Regions from separate parts of the Mus musculus genome. Here region 2 is linked to region 1. A link is a contact called in public promoter capture Hi-C data. All regions are on one chromosome and are shown on one strand. Each heading gives the region's core, a stretch centred on a gene start, on an enhancer-like site or on the middle of the called end of the contact. The rest is flanking DNA. Distances are from core to core; before and after follow the strand shown. Region 1 overlaps Zdhhc17 (zinc finger, DHHC domain containing 17). Region 2 has its middle 32 kb from the start of Osbpl8.

The links. Capture Hi-C pulls out chosen DNA fragments and counts their contacts.
Region 2: a promoter capture Hi-C map of liver shows a contact between it and region 1. The contact joins two enhancer-like sites. A contact is called at or near these places in 2 of 39 promoter capture datasets (the HPC-7 cell line and liver), 1 of 484 Hi-C or Micro-C datasets (liver) and 3 of 9 other capture datasets (adipose tissue, liver and pancreatic islet).

The regions. Positions count from the first base shown.
Region 1 is chr10:110,951,265-110,957,989 of GRCm38.p6, reverse strand. Zdhhc17 (zinc finger, DHHC domain containing 17) reads left to right here. Exons shown (of 17, transcript NM_172554.2): 9 at 1,562-1,704; 10 at 2,824-2,924. Among named protein-coding and RNA genes, the nearest start is that of Csrp2, 34 kb to the right of the region's middle. Within about 2 kb of position 4,964, at least 116 of the 459 cell types and tissues checked have an H3K27ac peak or open chromatin away from gene starts, as enhancers often do. A contact at or near this core is called in liver, where this site is marked.
Region 2 is chr10:111,129,226-111,136,478 of GRCm38.p6, reverse strand. No RefSeq gene overlaps it. Among named protein-coding and RNA genes, the nearest start is that of Osbpl8, 32 kb to the left of the region's middle. Within about 2 kb of position 5,343, at least 20 of the 459 cell types and tissues checked have an H3K27ac peak or open chromatin away from gene starts, as enhancers often do. A contact at or near this core is called in liver, where this site is marked.

The DNA of each region.
Region 1 (6,725 bases), core at 3,715-6,214:
GACAAAGATACAGAATGGAAAGCCCAACAATGAAAATTTGTCAAAGAATCCAGTTTTAAAGCGAGCTAATGAGTTTGGTGGTATATGTATGCCTGCAGGCCAGGACTTGGGAGGCTAAGGCAGGGGGCTCAACTTCCAGGCCATCATGGGCTATATGACAAGATGCTATCTTAAGTATACATACATATACACAGAGAAAGGAAGAAGTCTAAAGACATACCTGATGCTGCACAGAGACTGGATTCCTCAAATGTTTGCTGGTTCGGATTGTAAATTAATATAATACTATGGAAAGCAACTTGTAATCTGTATAGTGCAGAATTGCAGTTACCTCAGAGGCATGATAACTTAAACTCATAGAAATCTATATGCCACTATTTATTGCATCTTTATTCATAATCCAAATTGTAAAGTTTGATGTTCCTTAATAGGTAAATGGTTAAATAGACTGTGATGTATCCATACTGTGAAAGTTAGATCAAATGGAAGCCATGTGTGGTGGCATATACATTTAATTCCAGTGCCCAGGAGGTAGAGGCAGGCAGATCTCTGTGAGGTTGGGCTATACCATGAGACTAAAATAAAACAAAACAAGGAAAGAAAACCGCAGTGTCTTTATGTACTTTTGTCACCTAAGATGAGCTGTTCCGTGAACAAGGCAAGCAGTACCGCTTATTCCTGCTGTGAAGATACAGCTGTGGTAGATCTCACAGATAGAGAGGTGTGTGAGTTTGTGTATCCCAAGTGTGCACTCTGACAGCCAGCTCAGTGTACCAACTGTACAGAAGCATCTCTCGAGTTCTGAGCACCATGGCCTGGGAGGGCTGCTGATTCAGTTCATGTTGGTTTGCTTGCTGGCTTGGTCTTTTTGGGGTGTGTGTGTGTGTGTGTGTGTGTGTTTGTGTGTGCATGCATGTATTTGCACACATCTTTATAGATAGGGTACATGTGTAGAGAAGCTAAAGGACAAGTTTTGGGGAGTCCTTCCCTTTCACTGTGGGTCTCAGGGGTCAGACTCAAGTGTTCCATGTGGTGAGGCAAGCACATGAACCATCTTATTGACCTTGCTTTTATGCTTTATTTCATTTTACAGTTTTAATAGACTGTTAGTTTATATGTCTTCTCCAATTTAAGCAACTTTAGCTGTCTACAATGTGATAAAGCCATTGTGATTGCCCTTGTTAGCAGGTCCTCTATTAAAAAGGGGTGTTGCGCTGTGAACTACTCTCTGGCTAGCCCATGGTAACCTGTCCTACTGTTTGCTGTTTTTATGGCTGCGTGTGTAGAACTCACTCCGAAATTTGAACTTCTCATTTTTCACTGCCTTAACTAACACACTCCTTTTAAATGTTAATTTTTGTGTAGTGCCTGAACACCGTAGGCAGATTTGAATGAGTGAATGTTACTTGTGTTACTTGTGTGTGTTACTTGTGTTACTTGTGTTACTTTCACAGACATAGCCGTGGTTAGGACTGAGATCATTGGAAACACGAAGGGACTGAGATCATTGGAAACACGAAGGGACTGTGTAACCTCTGCTTTTGTTTTGTTTGTTTTACAGGAATTTCGGCAGAAAGTAATGCTGGGAACCCCATTCCTGGTGATCTGGCTGGTCGGGTTTATAGCAGACCTAGACATTGATTCTTGGCTCATTAAAGGGTTAATGTATGGTGGCGTTTGGGCTACAGTGCAATTTCTTTCCAAGTGAGTGTGTTCTTTTTAACTTCAATTTTATGAAAAAAACATAATTTGCACTCTGTTATATTAAATTAATGTTTAATAGCTTAGGATATTATCTGCTTTGGTAATTTGTGAAATTATTGTTAAGCATTATTAAAATTATTCAAAAAGTCTCCTAGTGTGAGATTTTTGAAGGTAAAATACATTCTGAGAAATAGTTAAAATATTTCTTAGAAGCGAATTTGAGCTTGTTGCTCTGTAAGTGTGATGTATTACTTTATTATTCTACTTGCCTTTCTGTAGGTATTGGTTTTGGTTGTTGGCATTAGACAAGAGTTCTTGTGCTCTGCCCAGTACAGAGCAGGCTTTTTCCATTGCTTTAAGCACGGACCAGTTCCTTTCTTGTTGAGTCTTTTTGCCCTAAACGTTGCCTGGTTCAGCAGTCCTAGAAAGGTATCTGTGATCCACGTCTTCCTACTTAACTTGCCTTCTTTAAGCATCTTGTTTTCACTGGAAATTTAGGAAGACTTTGGAAATAGTTCACACAAGAGTAACTATGCGTCATAAGTCATATGCGACTGTTAGTTCTGATAAGGACTGACTGCTGGGCTGGGTACCTCATCTCTGAAGTGTTTCTAGGAGCTCTGACAGGTTATTAAATATTATAGGAAATCATGAAGACTATTGATCTACATGGATAAAGGGTCCTGTTTGTATCAGTGAGATTCATTGGTATTTCTTCCTATCACAAACACAAGCCTTCAGTTACATGGGATCAGCCAGTCCATCTTACTTGAAAATACATGTCCATATACCTTAACTGAAGTGGGCAGGTCAGGAGACATGAGCATTGTCGTGTCCTCACTTGCCAGAACTGCAGCGTTCTCGAAGAATGTGCTGGTGATGAAGTTGCTGTATAGTAAAGTGAATTACTGATCTCAGAAGTTGGATGGAATACACTGAAATTCTAAAGTTGGAAAGTGCATGGAATACAGTGATGTCCTTGGTAGGCTAAAGCGTCTTGATGAACTCAGCACTGTGAAGACAACCCCTGTGTTTAAATAGCTTTGGCCTTTGTGATTCTAAGCTCAGTGTTCTTTAATGAAATATGCCACGTGACGTTTTATAAAATCTGTTTTACAGGTCCTTCTTTGACCATTCAATGCACAGCGCATTGCCCCTTGGGATATATTTGGCAACCAAATTCTGGATGTATGTGACATGGTTCTTCTGGTTCTGGAATGATATCCTTCACTGTGGGAATGTGCTTGCTGCCGTCTGACGCAGGCATCTGTGGCTGTGCTTAGGGAGCTCCTCTACCTAGGGACGGTGGGAGCTGATGTGGATAAGTAAGGAATACTTCATACCTAGTGTAGGGTCCTTAGAAACGGCAACAGCCACAAACACCACTGCAGCCAGTAGTCACTCCGTTTAAAAATCACCCATATCAACTTAGGATACCCAAGATATAAGATACAACTTGCCAAACGCATGAAATTCAAGAAGAACGAACACCAAAGTGTGGACACTTTACCCTTTCTTAGAAATGGGAACAAAACACCCATAGAAGGAGTTACAGAGACAAAATTTGGAGCTGTGACGAAAGGATGGACCATCTAGTGATTGCCATATGCAGGGATCCATCCCATAATCAGCTTCCAAATGCTGACACCATTGCATACACTAGCAAGATTTTGCTGAAAGGACCCAGATATAGCTCTCTCTTGTGAGACTATGCCGGGGCCTAGCAAACACAGAAGTGGATGATCACAGTCAGCTATTGGATGGGTCACACGGCCCCTAATGGAGGAGCTAGAGAAAGTAGCCAAGGAGCTAAAGGGAACTGCAACCCTATAGGTGGAACAACAATATGAACTAACCAGTACCCGGGAGCTCTTGTCTTTAGCTGCATATGTATCAAAAGGTGGCCTAGTCGGCCATCACTGCAAAGAGAGGCCCATTGGACTTGCAAACTTTATATGCCCCAGTACAGGGGAACGCCAGGGCCAAAAAGGGGGAGTGGGTGGGTAGGGGATTGGGGGGGTGGGTATGGGGGACCTTTGGGATAGCATTGAAAATGTAAACAAGGAAAATACCTAATAAAAAAAAAGTGAAAAAAAAATCACCCATATCTTGTAAGCTAGTGTTAGCTCATTTTGTTGATGGGAAAATTTAGGCCTTAGGAGCCCAAGGCTATATAATATAGCTGGTCTTTGGTAAAGGTAGGATTGAAAGCTGTCCAAACCCATAGAGTCATTTGCAGTGGGGTCTTGCTATATAGTATAAACTCACCTGGAGTTCACAGCAATCCTCCTGCTTCAGCTTCCCAAGTGTTAGGGACTTTATTAGTCTTATTTATTTATTTATTTATTTATTTATTTATTTATTACTTAATAAGTCTTTGCTCAATATCTTTTGCTTCATAAAGAAAGTACAATTAATATATCAAGCACACACTTCATACATTACCAAATAAATTACCAACATAAAATCCTATTTTTCATTTTTTGATTTTTGAAACAGGGTCTCTCTAAATAACCTTGGCTGTCCTGGAACTCACAGTGTGGACCAGGCTGGCCTCAAACCCATAGAGATTCACCTGCCTCTGCCTCCCAGATGCTGGGCTTAAAAGCATGTGCCACCACACCCAGCATAAAATACTTTTTAAAAACAGTATAGTTTGGCACTGTAATTACACACAAGCCTATTTACCACACCATCTGGCTTGTTTGGTTTTGAGAAGGTTTTATCTTGTAGTCAGACCTGTTTTGGGATTCTGTCATCAAGGGAGTCCTGCCTCAGCTTCCAAGTGCCTTGGGCTGAAGGCCTGTACTGCTGGGTTCTTTTTTTTTTTAACTTCTTAATTCATTCTCTGATTCCTTTACTCTTCGTAATAGCAACAAGTTAGAAAGTAGTACTCTGCTTTTTCAGCACATTCTGGGCATAAGACCAAGTGCTCTGGTTCCCGAGGTCACGCTGTCATTACAGAAAGGCAGCTGGGGAGAGCTGGCTGGGCTTTCCAGTGTGTTCTTGGATGAGGTCAGCCTTCTGTTGCCAGTCTACAGGCCTTGCTGTGTGTACTTTGGTTTGGGTTTCTGTTGAATCCATTGAACCTTAGCATCAGTGTGTAATGACTAAACGTCAAAAGCAGTAATACTTTTTTTTTACATCAGCATTTATTTTCCTTTATAAAAAAGATCATTTTCTTCTGACCTTTGTAAGGTTGACCTTTAGAAATAAATCTTGTAACCCTGCGGACGTAAGTGCACGCCCAAGGGAAAGATGCCAGCTTTTGGGAGCGGTTCACCTCTAGCCCAGACTCAACAGTGCTTGGCTAGGAGTGAGCGCTCTGGCTCTACTGAAGCTCAGAAATGCATTCAAGAGAAAACGAACAAATAAAAACTACCTTTATTTAAGAAAGAAGGCATTAAGATTGGAAGTTTTCTGGAAGTGGTGGCACACAGTTACTGTCACAGCACTTGGTAGGCTGAGGTAGGGTTGAGAGTTCAAGCCCAGCCTAGGGCATTAGCCTTTTCAGTCTCTGTTTAAGTTTTCTTAGTTTATTGGTAGGTATTGGTTTCTTGGTCTCAGTTTGCTTGCTTATTTCTAGAAGCACCTATTTATCTGTCTTATTGCCTTAGCCTTAAATTGTTATTTGGTAGGATTTATATTTCACTTTTTATTATTACTATTGTGTGTATGATGTGGCAAGTTCCTGCCATGGTGTCTGGTCTGTCGGCTCAGAGGAGCACATTGGGAGTTGGCTTTCTTCTTCCGTGCAGGTTATGTGTGTTGGACTCGGGTGTTTATGTGTGCACGGCACGTGTTTTTACCTTTACCCACTGAGCCATCTCACTAGCCCTCCTATTTAAATCAATTCTGGAACGTTTTCAGTTCGTTCGTTAGGTTTGGTTGTCTTCCAGACTGGATTCTTTGCCTTGTGGCTGCTGTAACTTTTCTCCTTTGATTTTTCTTGAGAGTGTGCTGGTGCAGTTGTTAGGCCATTTCTGTCCATCTTTCATCTCTTCTGTGATTAACCAAAGCGAAGTTACTCAGACTTTGATGTTTTCTCTGATAGATAGGCTTTAGAATAATTGTTGTGTTTTCCTGTCTGCTTTGGTGTCTGGATAATACCACTTTACCATCTGATCTGGCTGTTTACATCTACTAGTGTGTGTGTGTGTGTGTGTGTGCGCGTGTGTGTGTGTATGTGTGCATGGGTGTGTGTGTGTGTGTGTGTGTGTGTGTGTGTGTGTGTTTTGAAGCTCACAGTTAAAAGAGTAAGATAATGCTTTTTGCCAGAAGACTTGGCAGTGTTTTTTTTGATCAGTGCTGGTGCAGAGGTCGATGTGTCACTACGGAGCTGTGTGCTGGGATTGCTTAGCAGGTGCTGATAATGAGTCCCCTTTCTGCTTCTCTTGTATTTGATGTGGTTGTTCAGTGTTCAGATTTTAATCAAACACATGTAGATTATCTCATTCAAGTTGTCTTTGTAACTGTCCTTCATGTAAAATATAAGCAGGTACATGTTCATGACATCTTTCAGCATTCTTTTTTTTTTTTTTCTTTTTTCTTTTTTCTTTTTTCAGAGACAGGGTTTCTCTGTATAGCCCTGGCTGTCCTGGAACTCACTTTGTAGACCAGGCTGGCCTCGAACTCAGAAATCCGCCTGCCTTTGCTTCCTGAGTGCTGGGATTAGAGGCATGCGCCACCACCACCCGGCTTCTTTCAGCATTCTTGTATGTTAGTTATCTCAGCATCACATCTTAAAAATGCTATTGAGTCAACCAGATATTTTCTATTCAGGGCTGTGTTGCTTTAGCAATATTTTTTATAGTTTCTCATTCTTTTATATTTGTAAATGGCCTGGTGCATTTGTTGTAACCCTTGCTATTTTAGGAAAGTTTAAAAATGTTTCCTAAAGCTAAAATGCTTACCTGCTTCCTTGCCTGGCCTCAGCTTGATAGCCTCACCCCTGCATTGTTCAGGGCCCCCTGCTGGGGCGGCACTTCTCAGACTGAGCTAGGTCTGACCATATCCCTGTT
Region 2 (7,253 bases), core at 4,094-6,593, 180 kb before region 1:
CTATTCTACCACATCGTCAGCCTGGATTTTAAATTTTTTTTTTTTTTTTTTTTTTTTTTTTTTTTTTTTTTTTTTGGTTTTTCAAGACAGGGTTTCTCTGTATAGCCCTGGCTGTCCTGGAACTCACTTTGTAGACCAGGCTGGCCTCGAACTCAGAAATCTGCCTGCCTCTGCCTCCCTGAGTGCTGGGATTAAAGGCGTGCGCCACCATGCCTGGCTTTTAAAATTTCTATATCCCATTTTTTTTTGAAACAGTATTTTGTAAATAATGTGTACTCGGTATCTGTTAATGATTTTTTTGTTGAATGCACCTTGGAGATCAAGGTCTTTTGAGTAAAAATTAGGGCTGAAAAGTTCGAAAAGATTGTCGCCAGAGAATGGTAGCATGTAATTTTTCTAGATATTTACATCTTTTCATAATATTTAGATAATCATCCATGTATGCATCACTAGGCAAGCATTTCACTTATATACCCAGTAGTATTTAAATTCTGAAGTAGGAGTTGGAGAAATGGCTCAGCAGGTAAGAGTCACTACTGGGCTTTAAGCCCAAGATGGAGACAGGCAGGTTCATCACTAACTCATTCTTTCCGCTCTTGACACCAGCTGTGAAACAAGCTGACCCTTCACAAATCCCTGTGACATCTGTTGGAGCTGATGAGACTCTCCCCATTTGTTCTTTCTTTTGCTTTTCTTTTATTCTTCCTCTTTCCCCTCCTCCTCTTCTTCTCTTTTTGCCTGGAATTTGCTTTTGCCATGTAGCCTAGGCTAGAACTCACAGTAATCCTCCTGTGTCTGCTCCCTGAATGGCGTGCACCGTCACACCCGAGTCCCATTCGCTCTTCAGGAGAGTTTTTTGGGTTTTTTGTTGTTGTTGTTTTGTTTTGTTTTATGGTTGTAGTTGTGCACTGAGTTCATGTTGTTCAAAAAGCTTTATCAGTTAAAGCAGTAAGGTCTTCTGGTTTTTGTTGTTGTTGTTGTTGTTTTGTTTTTATGATTTTGTTGTTGTTGTTATGGATTAAATACCCTGGCCTCTCACATGCTAGGTTACCCTTTACCACTGAGCTATATAGCTCCAGCCCAGTATGTTTCCTTTCCTCCTCCTCCTCCTCCTCCTCCTCCTCCTCCTCCTCCTCCTCCTCTTCCTCCTCCTCCTCTTCCTCCTCCTCCTCCTTCTCCTTTTTCTCTTCCCCCTCTTCCATCTCCTTGCCCTTTCTCTGTACCCTCCTATTTGAACTCAGATTACAGTTAAGACACATGACAACAGTTATTACTGCTGTTGCTCTGTGTATGTGTGTGTGCTCGCACATGAGCGCATGCACATGTGATTTATATGTGTTAATACACGTGTGCCATGGTGCTTGAGTGGAGGTCAGAGGACAACGCTGTGGACTTGATTCTATCTTTCCACCTTTACTTGGGTTCTGTGAATTTAACTTAGGTTTTCAGGCCTGTGTAGCAAGTGCTTTACCTGCTAAGCCATCTGGTGGGTCTGCTTCTCAATTTTTGAAATTGGATTATCCACTGGGCCACTCCCCAGCCTCCTGAGCCCCGCTGAAAACATGTTTTCCTGAACCAAGAATTAAACCCAAGGCCTTCTTCATGATAAGTCGGCACTCTACCACTTAGCTAACATCCCAAGACCTTCCTCATTTTTTTTTTAATTTACTTTATTTTGAAACAGGATCTTGCTAAGTTGCCCAGGCTGGCCTTGAGTGTGGCAACCCTCTTACCTCAGCCTCTCAAGTAGATCTTGCCTCAGTCTTCCGAGTAGATGATATTACAAGTTTTCCTAGAGCTCTGTATATAAACTAGGCTGGCTTGTAAGCCACGCAGATCCACCTACATTTGTCTTCCATATGCTGGGATTCAAAGAATGAGCCACTGCGCATGCCCAGCCAGAGCCACGCTCTTCGTATGAATCATTTGCCAAGGTAGGGAAAGACAGGAAAAACAACTTTGGAAACTCATAACGGTCTTTTACTATCTCGTCTGCAAAGTGCCATATGTCATCTTGTTTGGGTTGGGTTTTTTTTTTGGGGGGGGGGTGGAGGGGAGGGCCATGTGTTTTTGTTTGTTTGTTTTTGATTTTTGACGTAGCATCTCATGTGGTACATGACCTGGAACACCCATGAAGCTGAGAAGAACCATCATGAACTCCTGATCCTCCTGCCTCTGACCTCCTAGGTGCTGGGCTCACTGGGAGAGACACCACCCCTGGCTGATACATGTCAGTTCCACAACATTTCACCAGGAAGCTAAGTCACATAGCTTCATCGGGCTGCAGGAACACTGAAAAAGGCCAGCCCGCTGTGGGTCCACGGGGTAAAGAGCAGAGAGTGCTGCTTAACAAAGCAAAACGTACCGCAAGTAGCTATTATTGTCCTCTATGTACACGGGGAAGAAGTGGAGAGTTACATCAAAGCCAAAGAACTCATCCAAGACTGCATACAGGGGTAGCTGGGGAGCCAGAGGGTGAAGCTGCAGGATCTAACCAGAGCGTATCATTAATGCTTATCCCCAAGCACCACATCGGAAGCCTGGCTGAACCCAGAAACCCCCAGGGATATTTAATTCAATAATATACCATGGGGGTGGGGTGGGGAGGGGAGGATGCGGGAGAGGGAGATGGGTTGGGAGAATGAGAAAGAATGTGCGCGTGAATCCCACGGCGCACATATGGAAGTCAGAAGGCAACTTGCAGGACCTTAGTTCTCACCTTTTCCCATGTCAATCACAAGGACTGAATTCAAGCTATAAGGCTTGGCAGCAAGCACCTAGACCCGATGAGCCATCTTGCCAGCCTCAAATTCAGTTTAAAAGCCAGTGAACACTGGCTGGACATTCTTTGTTCTAGTATTGGGCTTGGCGGTTCTACCCACGGAAAATTGTTTTCAGTTTTGCAACTGTGATATGAACTGAAGATGATTAATTTTGTATACCAAATTGGCCAGGTCATGTTGCCCAGATCTGTGGTTAAACATTATTCAGGATGTTTCAGTGATGGTGTTTTTAGAAGAGATTAACATTTAAACGAGTGGACTTTGGGTAAAGCAGGTTACTCTTCATAATGTGATGGACCTCATCCAATTGGCCAAAAAACTTATGACATCAAAGACTGACCGCCACAGAGCAAGAAGAAATTCTTTTAGGACCCCTTGACTCAAACTGAAAGTCCTTCACAGGTCACCACAGTCTCGTGTGCCAATTTTATAAACCAAACATTAATCTCTAAACATCCACATTTTTACATTTGATTAGTTTGGTCTCTATAAAAAGATTTAAAACTTAGCCTCTTGTGCTTAGGCGGCGGCACCACATGCCTTTAATACCAGCACTCGGGGAAACAGAAACAGGTAGGACCTCTGAGTTCGAGGCCAGCCTGGTCTACAATAGTGAGTGCCAGGACAGCCAGGGTTACATAGAGAAACCCAGTCTCCAAAACAAACAAACCAACAAACAAACAAACCCCACCACTACCAATAGCAAAAATGTCATCTTTGTATTATAAAAGTCAAAGTAGTAAGTAGAGTGGTGGAACATGGTCTTCTAGGCAATGATGTGGTTGTAGAACTTTTTCTTTCTTTTTTTTATTTTTATTTTTATTTCTTTCCTTTGTTTTGCTTTGCTTTGGTACTCATTGGAACTTGCTCTGTAGACTAGCACAGGAGACCTGCCTGCCTCTGCTCCTGAGTGCTGGGATCAAAGGCATGCGTCACCACCACCACCTGGTTGTAGCACTCTTAAACTCATAGTAACCATGATTATATACATAAGACCTGCACGTGACTAGCCCATCAGAGAACAGAAGCTTGCAAGTTCCCATCTGCCCCGTCCCCCGCCAGTGGTCAGTAGGTAGGTAATGGTTGCTAAGATAGAAATATTCTCGTCCATGGTGTCCCCACTGGAAAGGTGCCCACACTCTTGTAAACGCGCCCTCGCTGGTGTGCCTGTGAGCAACCCTTAAAGTAACTCGCTGGGCAAAGGGGGGAAAAGGGCTTGAAGTTGAAAGGGGACAAGCTGAGCAGAGGAAAATCAGTAGGCGCAGTGGGAGGGAGGGAGAGAGAGTGATAGGTTGGATATGATCAAATTGCATTATGGACATGAACAAAAATATCAAAATGAAACTCATTGCTATGTGTGGTTAGTATATGTTAATAAGGACACAAAATAGCCTCCTTAAAGAACATTAAGAAATGATTCAGAAACTTCCTTTTTTTCCCCCAAGACTTATTTTTACAAGCCGTTGTGAGTCCCCTGTTGTGGGTCCTGGAAACTGACCTTTTAGTCTTCTCTAACATACCAAGTGCTGTTCACTCTGAAGCCGTCTCTAGCCCTGAGCAAATACTAGTGTTATTTTTAGGTAGAGATAAACTGGGTATACCTTAAGTTGGAAGTATATTTAATATGCCTATCCTCTGGTCATTCTTACTTGGCAGTGTATGGAGAGTTTTTGTTATCTTCACCTATAGTTGCTGTGCAACACCAGCCAGTACTGTGCTACATATCACTGGTTCAGCAAAAGACCAAAATTCAAAACTTGAGGGACGGGGTTGGTTTTTTTTTTTTTTTTTTTTTTTTTTTTGGTGCTGTGGATTAAAGCCAGAGCTTCCTACTTGCTAGCACTGTATGGTTCCCTTTCATACCAGTAAGAAGTATGAAGTCAATACTACTTGCAGCAATAGCATCTTCATTTTCTTGTTGTTGTTGTTGTTTCTTCTTCTTCTTCATCATCTTCTTCTTCTTCTTCTTCTTCTTCTTCTTCTTCTTCTTCTTCTTCTTCTTCTTCCTCCCCTCCCTCCTCCCCCCATTCCCCCCCCCTCCATCTTCTTGTTTGCTTATTTTGTTTTTTGAAACAGGGTTTCTCGATATATCCCTGCCTGTCCTGGAACTCATTCTGTAGACCAGGCTAGCTTCGACCTCACAGAGATCTGCCTGCCCCTGCCTCCCAAGTGCTAGGGTTAAAGGTGTGCACCACCACTGCCAGGCTAGCCCCATTTTCTTTAGCCTTAGACTATGTAGTGAAAAAGCAGAACAGTCCTAGAGCACCCTACAGAAACAAGTTGATCTTTACTATTTTTACAATATAGGAATCTGAAGAAAACTAATCAATTATAAATACACACAATATGAAGCCCAACCCCAGCACTCTGGTACTGTCAGGCCTTAGAATGTGATTTTGTAGTCTGTCTTCTTAGAAGAGAGCTTCACTTACTTTCACAAATTAAACTTGTGAAAGTGTGACTGTGGCAGCTCCCCAGGTGCTCAGAGCTCAGCTCTCTCTGTAAGTTCAGGAGGCTCAGCTCCCTGATGGCAGAGCACTTGGCTCCCTCAGTGGGAGGTCACCTGGAGGACTTGGTCACTGCAGGATGGAAGTACCTTGACCTCTTTTTCTGAAAAGGACTAACCTGACTTTAGCATGCTAACTGAGGCCAAACAGAGAAAGGCATAACCCAGATGACACGGGAGAGCGCACTTCTGGGTTTCTGAAGGGCTAAGAAGGGCCAAGCCAGAGGTCACATTTCAATTACGGATGAATGGTCACATGACATACAGATTGTATAGTTGTTATGCTGGTCAAGCAACAAAAATTTTAACTTAACTCTCCTCTCTTTTTGTTACAGAAAGTGTCCTCTTTAGTGGCCTTTGAAGGATGAGTAGCATTTTATAATAATCAGTATAGTGTAATTTGTTTTCTGGCCTGTTTTATGCTCAAATAAGTAGCTAGGTAAAAACAAATGGGCTGTAAAAAAAAAAAAAAAGGAGGAAGAGGAAGAAGAAGAAGGAGAAGGAGAAGAGGAGGAAGAAGAAGAACTAACCAAGTTTCTCACTGCTATATCTGGAAATGGGCTAATAAAGTCTTTCCACTGTATAGTGACTGGGTAGAATAGTAGGACAAGTCCTTGGTAGAAGTGCACTGGAATCCATTTTCTTTCCAACTCCTGACTGATGTCCTGACTGAACCGCATATAACTATGAGGAAAAGAGCTCTGGCAGGCTCCCATTCGGGCTGCCGAGAGCCAGCCAGCCTGCCGAAGCATGAGTATACATGTACACACATGGACCATGTGTATGGATGTGTGCAAACAGACTTCCGTCTCTATGATATGTCTCACATGGGATGATGCTCTGCTCTCAGAATTTTTGTATTTGTGTATAGAAGTGGGTTTAATAACTCACCGTGATTCTGCTTTGTCTTGTAGCCATCGTTTCTTGAGACGCTTGTCTGTGTTTTTTTAATAAAAATAAAATAAAGTAAAAGCAAGATACACATACATGAATAAAACACAGCCCAAGCAGTCTAGCACAGACAGGCCTTTATAATCCGTCTGTTTAAGTGCTCAATTATTTTCACAAATTCAAAGTGTGAATGCGTGAGTAGGTGCTAATTACATTCCAAAGGCAGTCGGCTGTCTCGCACCGTGCAATACCGTCAGGCAATCCCAATTTTATTTTTTTCTTATACCGGATGCTTTTTCCAAGTATTTAGTTGCCCCCTGCTGGCTATATAATTACAGAATTTCTTTTTTAAATTCCCTAATAGAGTGATTATATGTAATTAAGCCAAACTTCTGAAGAGACATACTTGCCTTTTAAAAATTGTTATGTTGAGGGGATGGAAAGATGGTTGTTCTTCCTCAAGACCTGGGTTTGATTCTCAGAACCCACGTGGTAAGTCACAACTATCTCTACCTCCAGATCTCGGGGATCCAATGCCCTCTTTTGGCCTCTATGGGCATTGTTGTTTTTATAAAAATAAAGGAGAGAGAGAATATGTTTGGTGAATGTATAGTTAGGTATGGGGGAAGAGGGTGCCTCCGTGGGCCCATGCTGAGGCATCCCTTCCCCCTGAGGGACCAGCCACAGGACAGTATAGTATGGACTAAAGTTTATTCAGGACATGGGGAGGGAGTTGAGAGGACAGTAGAGGCAGAGAAAGGCAGAGAGAGAGAAGAGAAGTTAGAGGAGTAGAGGCCGGCCATGAGCATATGGAGAGAGGGGAAGGGGAATGGGGAGAGGGGGAAAAGGGTAAGAGGACAGAGAGGGAGCAAGAAGGCGATAGAGAGCAGAGGGGGCAAGCAGCCCCTTTTATAGTGAGTCAGGCACACCTGGCTATTGCCAGGTAACTATGGGGCAGAGCCTAGACAAAATGCTAACAGGTATCAGGCAAGAACATGGTACACAGACATACATGGAGGCCAGAGAGCAGTACATGAAATAAAAATACATATTAACAAAAACAAACCAAACAA